Regions from separate parts of the Mus musculus genome. Here region 2 is linked to region 1. The links are chromatin contacts, called in public promoter capture Hi-C maps. All regions are on one chromosome and are shown on one strand. The core of a region is the stretch at or near the end of the contact, and the rest is flanking DNA. Distances in the headings are between cores, read along the strand shown. Region 1 has its middle 41 kb from the start of Prokr2. Region 2 holds the start of Prokr2 (prokineticin receptor 2).

Region 1 (4,276 bases), core at 1,213-3,712:
CTTCTGAGCACTTCATGTGGAAGCTTTGAAAACAGCTCAATAATCCTCTGCCCCAAGGGTTTTATTCCCATAGTGTTTTTGATTTGGGTTTTGGTTTATTTTATTTTATTTTATTTGGGTAGGGGCTTGGGGTGCTTTTTAAAATAAATCATATTACATAAAATTGATCATCTTCACTATTTTAAAATTGAGGTTCAGTAGTACTAAAGTATATTCATGTTGTCAGACAGACCTGTGGACATTTAAATCTTACAAAGCTAGACCTCCATACTTATTATTCACCAGCCCCTGTCGCCTCTCCTCTCCAGCCCCTGGCAGGCACCGTCTACTACCTGGTTCTATGGATGTGACACCCATGTGACGGCAATGACATTGTGCTCTGCTTGTCTTTCTGTGACTGGCTTTTTGCACAAAAATGAGGCCCCTCATCATCCTGTCATATTTTCAATGCACAAAAGTTTGATGGGATCTCATTCAGCTATTGTCTGTGTCTTCTGGGGGGCAGGGCTAGTAAGGAAAGCAAGGAATCAGGTGACTCCCCCTTCCTCCCCGTGGGATTCAAAATGTGCTACACAATATCTGGTCTTCACTTGTCATTTAAATATTAGGCTTTCCTCCCCAGTTTTTCAAAAGTTTAATGAGGGGCTTGAGAGATGATTAGGTGGCTCGTGCTCTTACTTCTCTTCCAGAGGTCCTGAGTTCAGTTAGCATTGCCCACGTCAGGCAGCTCAGAACAGCCTAGAACTTCATCTCCAAGAGATCTGATGCCTCTTCTACATACACAGAGACACACATGCAGACACATAGTTTACAAATAAGACAAGCATAAAAAGAAAAGAGTTAGGCCAGATGCGGTGGCACACGCCTTTCATCCCAGCACTCGGGAGGCCCAGGCAGGTGGATCTCTGTGAGTTCGAAGCCAGCCTGATCTATCAAAGCAAGTCCAGGACAGCCAGGGCTCATTACTCAGAGAAATCTTTGTCTCAAAAACAAAAGAAAACAAGTAAACAAAACCAAAAAAAAAAAAGTAGCTAGAGAGATGTCACTGTGTTGAGAGAACTGGCTGCTCTTCCAGAAGACCTGGGCTCAATTCCCAGCATCCACATAGCAGCTCACAACTGTCTATAACTCCTATTCCAAGAGATTCAACACCCCCATACAGACTTACATACAGACAAAACAACAATGCACATAAAATATATTTTTTAAAAAAAAAAGAATAGAGCTGACAGGTTTCCCACTTGTATTTTACTCTAAAAGAAACTTACTTTCTATCTTAATGCTGAAATATTTTCATCTCGATTCAAGCTGCTCTTGTTAACTTATGATTTACTATAAAAGAATTTGTTATAAGCATTTTCAAGAACACAGAAAAGTCTGGTCTTGGGTTCTAGCTCAGTGGTGGAATACGTACATGCCTGGTACTACAAAAGACAGACAGACAGACAGATGTTGAGACTCACCTCTATAATCACAACGATCAGGAGGCTGAGACATAAGCACTGAAGCAAAATTTAGAACGCTTTTGGCCAACCCCTGGTCCTTCAGGGAGGCAGAGGCATAGAGAAGGCTGTGTCCATGCCCAGGGACCCTGGGGCCTCTAAACTCTAGAGTGACAGGTGTTCCCAGCTCCCTGAAGCCAGAGAGACGGTAAAGCTTCCGAGGGTCAGAAGGAATCCCTATAAACCAAATATTATCTTCTGGCACTGCACAGATTTGCACTATTCACGCAAATGTGTGGTCTGGGTATTATTCTGCCTCTGCAGTGAATTCTAACTGTACCCACTTTCCTACCCATGACGAAAATGAACCCTGGGAGCTGGGCTGGGGGAACAGCTCAGAAGCAGAGCACTCATCTAGCATGCTGAAGGCCCTGTGTTTTATCCTCAGTATTCGGAAGGAAAAAGCAACCGAGAGTGAGCCATGTTAATGTACCCTTGCTGGTCTGCCTGGACCAATAAGAACCCTTGTCACTGGTCAGACCTACTAAGAACCTTGGAGTTGCTTCCCAGAGAATGTCTCCAGACTGCACCGTTTGTTTTGTTATAAATGCAAACTTCCCCGGGTTAGAAGCACCTTGGAGAGCTTTCCCACAGGATAATCAGTGAGCTCTCCTGCCCATCCTTACTCAGTGTCTTCACAGAGCAAGGCTTGCTGCTCACTGGGCTGCCACACGCCGCCTATGAAACAACGCAAGTGCATTTTTTAATGCAATACTCAGCGTTCTGCTCCCTCCCAAATTAAAGCCAAAGATTCGTGTTAACCATGGGAGATTCCACTTTTTATTTTTTATCAGACACTCGTTTTGTTCCAAACACGATTGCGATTGAGAGGTTATCTTGCTCGGGCTCTCTTTCCCTCGTGACTAAGAAAACCACCTGTTCCCTCGCTTCAAGCCTGACACCGCGTCCAGCAAACTGTTACCCAAGCTGTTACCAGCACGCTTTGGCAAACCACCTGTGTACTTTCCCTATTTTTTCCAGTCTCCAGCATAGCTGCTGCCTATGTAAAGTGTGAATGCTTGCTCACCAAGGGCAGCTTTTTGAGTTTTGTTTCCTGCTATTCTTTTGATTATTTTTATCCCATCAGAATGAGAAAACCATTAGAATGGTTTTGTATAGGTTTCTACCATCTTAAGTAAGAAAACCCAGGAAAGATTTTATATGGATTATGAAATTTTGGCTTAAATCATGCTTTCAATGACTTAGAAACAAAACGATGAGGGGTAGAGGCACGGCTCAATTATAGAATATTCCCTAGTATGCAAAAAGACACTCGGGTCTCCACACCACAAAAGGAAAAGTTTGTGAAATAAAACTCGGGCTGGTGAGATGGCTCAGTGGTTAAGAGCACTGACTGCTCTTCCAGAGGTCCTGAGTTCAATTCCCAGTTCAATTCCCAGCAACCACATGGTGGCTCACAACCATCTGTAATGGGATGCCCTCTTCTAGTGTGTCTGAAGACAGCTACAGTGTACTCACATATAATTTAAAAAAAAAAAACTCAATGAGAAAATACAAATCTTTGTCCCCTGGGTTCAATTCCCAGTTCAATTCCCAGCAACTACATGGTGGCTCACAACCATCTGTAATGGGATGCCCTCTTCTGGGGTGTCTGAAGACAGCTACAGTATACTCACATATAATTTAAAAACAAAAAACAAAAAAACCTCAAGTCCTCTCCTCGTTTTGTTGTTGTTGTTGTTGTTGTTTGTTGTTTGGTTGGGGGTTTTTTGTTTGTTTTTTGAGACAAGGCCTTACTAAGTAGCCTAGACTACCCTTGAACTCATAAACTCTCTGTCACCATGCTTGGCTTAATTCTGACTTTTAAAAACTAGTTCCTGAACAAATATGATTAAATTCTCATTGTTTTAGGTTTTGTAATTTATAATCACTGGAAATGGAGACTATTAGCCCTACGTTTTCATCTACTCTTCTTTTTAAGATTTATTTTATTACTGTTTTATGTGTTTAAGTGTTTTGCCTGAATGCATGTCTGTGCACCACACGTGTGCCTGGTGCCCACAGAAATGAGAAAAGGGGTTTGGGTCCCTGAAAGTGGAGTTACAGACAGAGTATCAGCCTCCAACCCTGGCTCTCTACAAGAGCAGTGTACTCTTTCACTTGTCACATATCTGGGACCTCATTACTACCACCTTTCTTTCTTTTTCTTTTTTTTCTTTTTTAAGTTTTATCAACGATTTTGATTATTTTATGTGTGGGGGTGTTTTACCTGTGCTTCACATGTGGACAGTACCCATGGACACCAGAAGAGGGCGTCAGAAACTCTGGAATTGGAGTTGTAAATGGTTATGAGCTGCCATGTGGGTGCTGGGAATTGATCCTGTGTCCTCTGGAAGAGTAACCAGTGCTCTTAACTGGGGAGTGAGACATCTCCCAGTCCTGATTTGTTCTCACCATCATTGATGTTGTTTGTTTGAGATAGGATCTCTTCGTTGTAGTCCAGAATGTCCTGGAACTCACTATGTGATGCTGGTTCATAGCCAACACAAAGTCCTGGTGCCTTAACCTCTTGAGTTCTGGGATTGCAGATGTGCTGCTGTGCTTAGCTTCAAGCCTACATTAACATTTTCTATCTTCTCCATCTGCTGTTGTTTTGTTTTTGAGATAGAATATCAGTAGCCCAGACTGGCCTTCAACTTATATTGCGGAAGATAGTCTTAAATCCTGACTCTCTCATCATAGTGCCCAGTGTCCTGGGGTTACAGGCATTTACTACCAAGCCTACCTATTCAAATGCTTCTCTTTTATCCCTC
Region 2 (4,950 bases), core at 2,110-4,609, 41 kb before region 1:
ATCCTCTGACCTCAACCTCTCAGAGTGCAGGGATTACAGGTGAGCATGTGTTTGCCCAGCTGGAATTTAGCTTTGCATCTGGTGACCAGCTCCATCCTCCCAGGAGTCCACTCTCTCGTTCCACCTCTCCTACTTCTGCCTCCTCTGGGGGCCTCAAAACTTCTGAAACAGTTTCTATGGCAATCCCAAATTCTGACCCAAACATCTCTCAGGCTTTCATCCACAGACAGGAAGTATGGCTAGTGGCCATGCAATCTGCTACGCTTCACTCTCTGCACTGTCCCTTGGTCCTGCCCTCAGAGCAGATAAAGCCAGAGAGGCAGCCTGAGTTCTACTTAGTAAAGCCAGCCCACCAGTGTCTTACACAGTCATTCCACAGAACCCTGAAAAGGCAGGTGGGTTGTGTGAAACCTTGAACCTCTACGGAGTCCCCATCTGTCTAACTACAGTAACTCACAGAGCTAAATGACTTTTAATTTCAACAGCCTTACAAAGTTTACCTGCCAATGTGTCAATAGCAACAGCACAGTCTTAGTTTGATTTCTTAGTGTGATTCTACAAGAGACACACAGACATAAAAAAAAATGATGGAATAGATTTGTTTTTTAAGAACAGAGTCCCTCCCTCCCATACTTTGAAAGACTGAAAGGTCACCATGGCTACAGGACTGAGGGGAGGAAACATTACTGAGAAATCTTGCTTTGGAATACTGCTTCTCTAAACAAACGTGTGTTCATCAATCGAATGTGTGGCCTTGACCTCTGTCCAACAGACGGCTTAATAGAGCCCCACGGAGCTCTTTGTGACAAGATCCACCACAAAGCCTTGTACAAATGCTTTTATGCTTTGACTCAGCAATACCACTTCTGGGAATTTGTCATACAAATATCCTTGTACATGCACCCAAAGATGCTCTGTGTACTCGGTCACTGATGAGCTATAATACGCACACCATTCAATACCACAACACTATAAGAACAAAAAATTGGAAATAACTTAATCTGTAATTTTACAGACATCTTGAACCTGTCAAACCAACATATCCAGCAGTGTGGGTTGTAAAAGGTAGCAACAGTGTATCCGTACAATAGACTATGTTATAGTAGAAAGGTGAAGAAGCCATAAATATATATATATTAGATTACAGATACCCCTTGGAAAAACAGGAAAAACTGTGCATACAAGGTGGATGGGAAAGAATGCTATTTTATATGATATCATTTTATGTGTTTTAATTTTTGAATTGTGTTGAGTTTGCTATTGGCTGAGAAACTGTCCTGCAGTATGACACTTCATAAGGACATAGGTACCACAATCAAGCTATGTGTCCCAATTCCTCACCAGTAACTTTGTAGTGGAATCTTTACCTCTGCCATCCATTATTTTCAGGGGATGTATGGTGGGAAGCCATACTCCAGAAAAGAATCACTTTTATTGGCCTATGGCCATGTCTCTGAGAGATTGTCTTACTGTGGGAGGGCCCAGCCCACTATGGGTGGCACCATCCCTAGGAAGGTGGGCCTAGGCTACACAAGAAAACTAGCTGAATGAGCTTAAGCCTATGAATGAGCCAGGAAGCAGTGTTCCCCTGTGGTTTCTGCTTCAAGCTTCTGCCTTAAGTTCTTGCTCTAACTTCTCTTAGAGATAAACTGTAACTAGGGAACATTAGCCAAATTAACCCTTTCCTCCCCGGTTTGCTTTTGGTCAGAGTGTTTTATCATAGCAACAGAATAAACTAGGACAGGCCCTATGCCTTTTCTCCTCTGCGTACACTGACTTAATTCAAGTCACAGTATTATTCAAGTACTGTGGTGGTAGGAAGGGGTGACTTAATGGAGTTCAATATGGCAATCTCAGGCTTACCAACAATTCAGTGTTGCCCTTTAGAAGGATGTTATTCTGTGCCGGCATTAAACCACTCCAATGTCCTGAATAATAATGGTGTGCCTTCCAGGGAACACACTTTGTGGTGGTGGTGGCGGCGTGTGTGTGTGTGTGTGTGTGTGTGTGTGTGTGTGTGTGTGTGTGTAGCATAGGGGTTACTATGGTTCATCTCCTAGGACTTCTCATGTGCCAAAGTTAGGACACAAAGTAGTCTTCAACTGTATACTGAGAAATCTCCAATCTTTCAATTCCCCTACTCACCCAAGATTCATGGCTTCACCCCATGCTGGTTCCCTGACAAGTCTATTATGTTGAGATCAGGACATCAAGTTGCTAGCATGACAACTATGGGCTTCTTGATCTGTCTGAATGAGACCCTGACCTAAATCTACCTTGGAGAATGCTGTGAGTACACCAGAGGGTCTGTTTGTCCCATATAAAGGGGTGTGCGGGTAGACGTGGGTCAGGAGAGTTGAAGCCAATAGCTGAAGTTGATAAGCAAGCACCTTTGAAAGAATGACCTAAAGAGGATGTTCAGAAATCCGGCTACAGTGTCAGTCAACTCCACTTTGCTTTGTACAAAACCAAAGCAAAACAGCAAAGCCTTTCCTGCAGTCTGGACGATGTACTTACCAGCCACCGCGCCAGCCGAACCACAGCCTGTCCCTGGGAGGAAAGAAGCCAGGCCTCCTGACTCCATCGTAGCAGCGAAGAGGATACAGGAGGGCAGGACAGTGGGTTAGTTTCACATAAGGTAGGACAGGCAGAACCACAGAATGACCAATTCCAAATACTTTTCCAAGTCCTCTATATGGGTAGTTTAAATTGTCAGCTTATCGGACAGGTCTCATTTAGAAAATGTTCTCTGTGGCCAGCACACAGTTCCTGCTTTAGTGGGGGTAATTTTATTTCTGGGAGAAATAAAATAACTCCTCTGGAAATAAAGTAGGGGCTCTGGGTAGCCTCAGATAGGCTGGAGGTTAGACTCGGATTGTCTTTGAATAGCCAAGGACACTACAGGAAAGATCATCCCAGTTTAGACCAGAACCTCAGAATTGAAGTTTCATGCAGGGCAAGCCATGCCACCACTAATTTCCAGCTTTGCCTCTTAAGGTCTGGATTGCATATGGGGGGCCTCTCCTGCATCACTTCTAAGGGAAGACTAGGCTTCACCCCTTACTTGCTGGCTCTGGGAACTTGTAGACACACACATACACACACACACACACACACACACACACACACACACACACTCCAACTCTGCACACTTAGTGGAAGCCACAAATGCTTGCAGAGGACAGTGCTCCGTCTCAAGGATGGCCAGCTGCTGAGGTCACAACGGGTTCAAGAGCTTACAAAACCCTTGGAAGGACCACCCGGAAGTCTGAGACCCTAATTCAGTAGATCTAGGAGGCAGGCGGGTCTCGGGGGGCGGAGTCGGGCGCCGGGAGGGGCGGGACACCTGGGCTGGGTCCGGGGCTGTTGGATGAGCTGCAGAGCGAAGCAGCAACTCCAGAAAGACTGATGCGAGGAGAGCAGGACCAAGCGACACACGCCCACCAAGTAGGCAAGCCTCAACCAGAGCTAGTGTTCCCAGAGCCCGGGCCGCGCCCACCTATGGTGGCGCCACCGGCCAGGGAGTGCGTCCCTGAAAGCACCGAGGCAAGTGAGTACCGGGTTGCGGCGGGCGGGCGGACTTGGGGGCACTCCGCGTCTGTTCCAGGAGATCACCTCCTACCTCCGAACCCTGGGATTGGGGACTAGGGGACTGGAGTGGAGCCCCGAAATCGCGGACTCAGTGGAAGGCGTACGGACAAGGGTGGGGGTATCTGCGTGTTTCCTGCGCCCTGCAGGCACCTCTGGTGCCCGGCTTTGTTTCTTGAGCTTAAATTCCCCACTGGGTACCTAATCCTGTACCAGTGTTGCACTGAGTGAGTGAGAGACGTGGGAACCTTCAAACGGGCTCCCTCTTCCCACAGTCTACGGGCTGGTGATGAGAAGGCGGCTGGAACTCCCGCTTATTGGTCCCCGGTGGCGATCTTTGGGAGACCAATAGACGCCCCAGAGGGAGGACACTGGGATCCAGACTCCACTGGAACCCCGCTTTTCAGGTAGGGTGGAGCGTGCGGCTGATTCCTGTGTAGCAAATCGGGGTTTCACTAACGCCGGCAGAGTGGCGATTCCTGTCCCCCAGCGCTCTCCCTCGTAAAACTGGGCAGACCTCGCTATCCAGTTTGATAGCTTCTTGCTACCCTTACCCGTTGCTCCCGTAGCTCCCGCACTGGCTGGTGTGCTGAGGTGGGAGAGGAAGGCAGTTCATTGAGACAGACTAAGTCAGGCTGGAGTCCTCTCTCCAGCCCCTCGCTTGCCCCATAGCAGCTACCTCCTGGGAGCTAGCATTTTGGAGACTCTATTTTGTCTCCCTTCTGTGGATGTCTCGGGACACTAGGATTATAAGGGAGTTCTCAAGCAATGGACAGCCCCTAAACTCCCTGGTCATCCCCCACCCACTCTTAGGAGGCTGTTATCAATTCAATCTGGTCTCAAGCAGCCACTTCAAAAGACACAGACTGTGACGAGGCTCAGTTCCTCCTTAGTCGGGGTTGGCTGTGGTTGGGAATCTGGGAACCTAAGGAAGGAGTCCGGAAGCTGATCCAGAGTCATGGGGTCAACCTGGGGAGAAAGGATTTATCCTAGAGCAGGGCTTCTTAAATTTTTCCATTTAGAAAGACCTCATTCACCAGAGAATTTCTTACACGACCCTGGGTTTGTACGTGTATAAAGTAGGAATATAATTCAAACACTTACTAATAATAAATCATTAATGTATTTTAAAACAATTCTTTGATACGCATATAATTTTACCATTTATGAACGAGGAAAGCAAATTTGCATAGTAATGAGTTGGATTGCGTATTTTTACATAAAGAATTAAATCTTGGCTGAATATTTGATACGGCATCTAGAACATTCTTTCAGAGTTGAATGATACTTTGATTTTTGTGATAGTCAATGCTGGGATGGCTCTTTATAGAAACACATGGCACAAATGGTAAGCTTGCTTCA

What was found. Promoter capture Hi-C pulls out the DNA fragments that hold promoters and counts their contacts.
Region 2: a contact with region 1 is called in a promoter capture Hi-C map of hippocampal neurons, with 2.6 times the contacts expected there. The contact joins the promoter of Prokr2 here to the enhancer-like site in region 1. A contact is called at or near these places in 1 of 39 promoter capture datasets (hippocampal neurons), 1 of 15 datasets of contacts at CTCF or cohesin (CD8 T cells), 7 of 484 Hi-C or Micro-C datasets (the AML12 cell line, the HPC-7 cell line, cortical neurons and 3 more), 4 of 115 datasets of contacts at active chromatin or transcription factors (SST interneurons, double positive thymocytes and embryonic stem cells) and 1 of 9 other capture datasets (pancreatic islet).

The regions. Positions count from the first base shown.
Region 1 is chr2:132,342,182-132,346,457 of GRCm38.p6, reverse strand. No RefSeq gene overlaps it. Among named protein-coding and RNA genes, the nearest start is that of Prokr2, 41 kb to the left of the region's middle. Within about 2 kb of position 2,462, at least 4 of the 459 cell types and tissues checked have an H3K27ac peak or open chromatin away from gene starts, as enhancers often do. A contact at or near this core is called in hippocampal neurons, where this site is marked.
Region 2 is chr2:132,383,856-132,388,805 of GRCm38.p6, reverse strand. Prokr2 (prokineticin receptor 2) reads left to right here and starts at 3,359. Exons shown (of 3, transcript NM_144944.3): 1 at 3,359-3,550.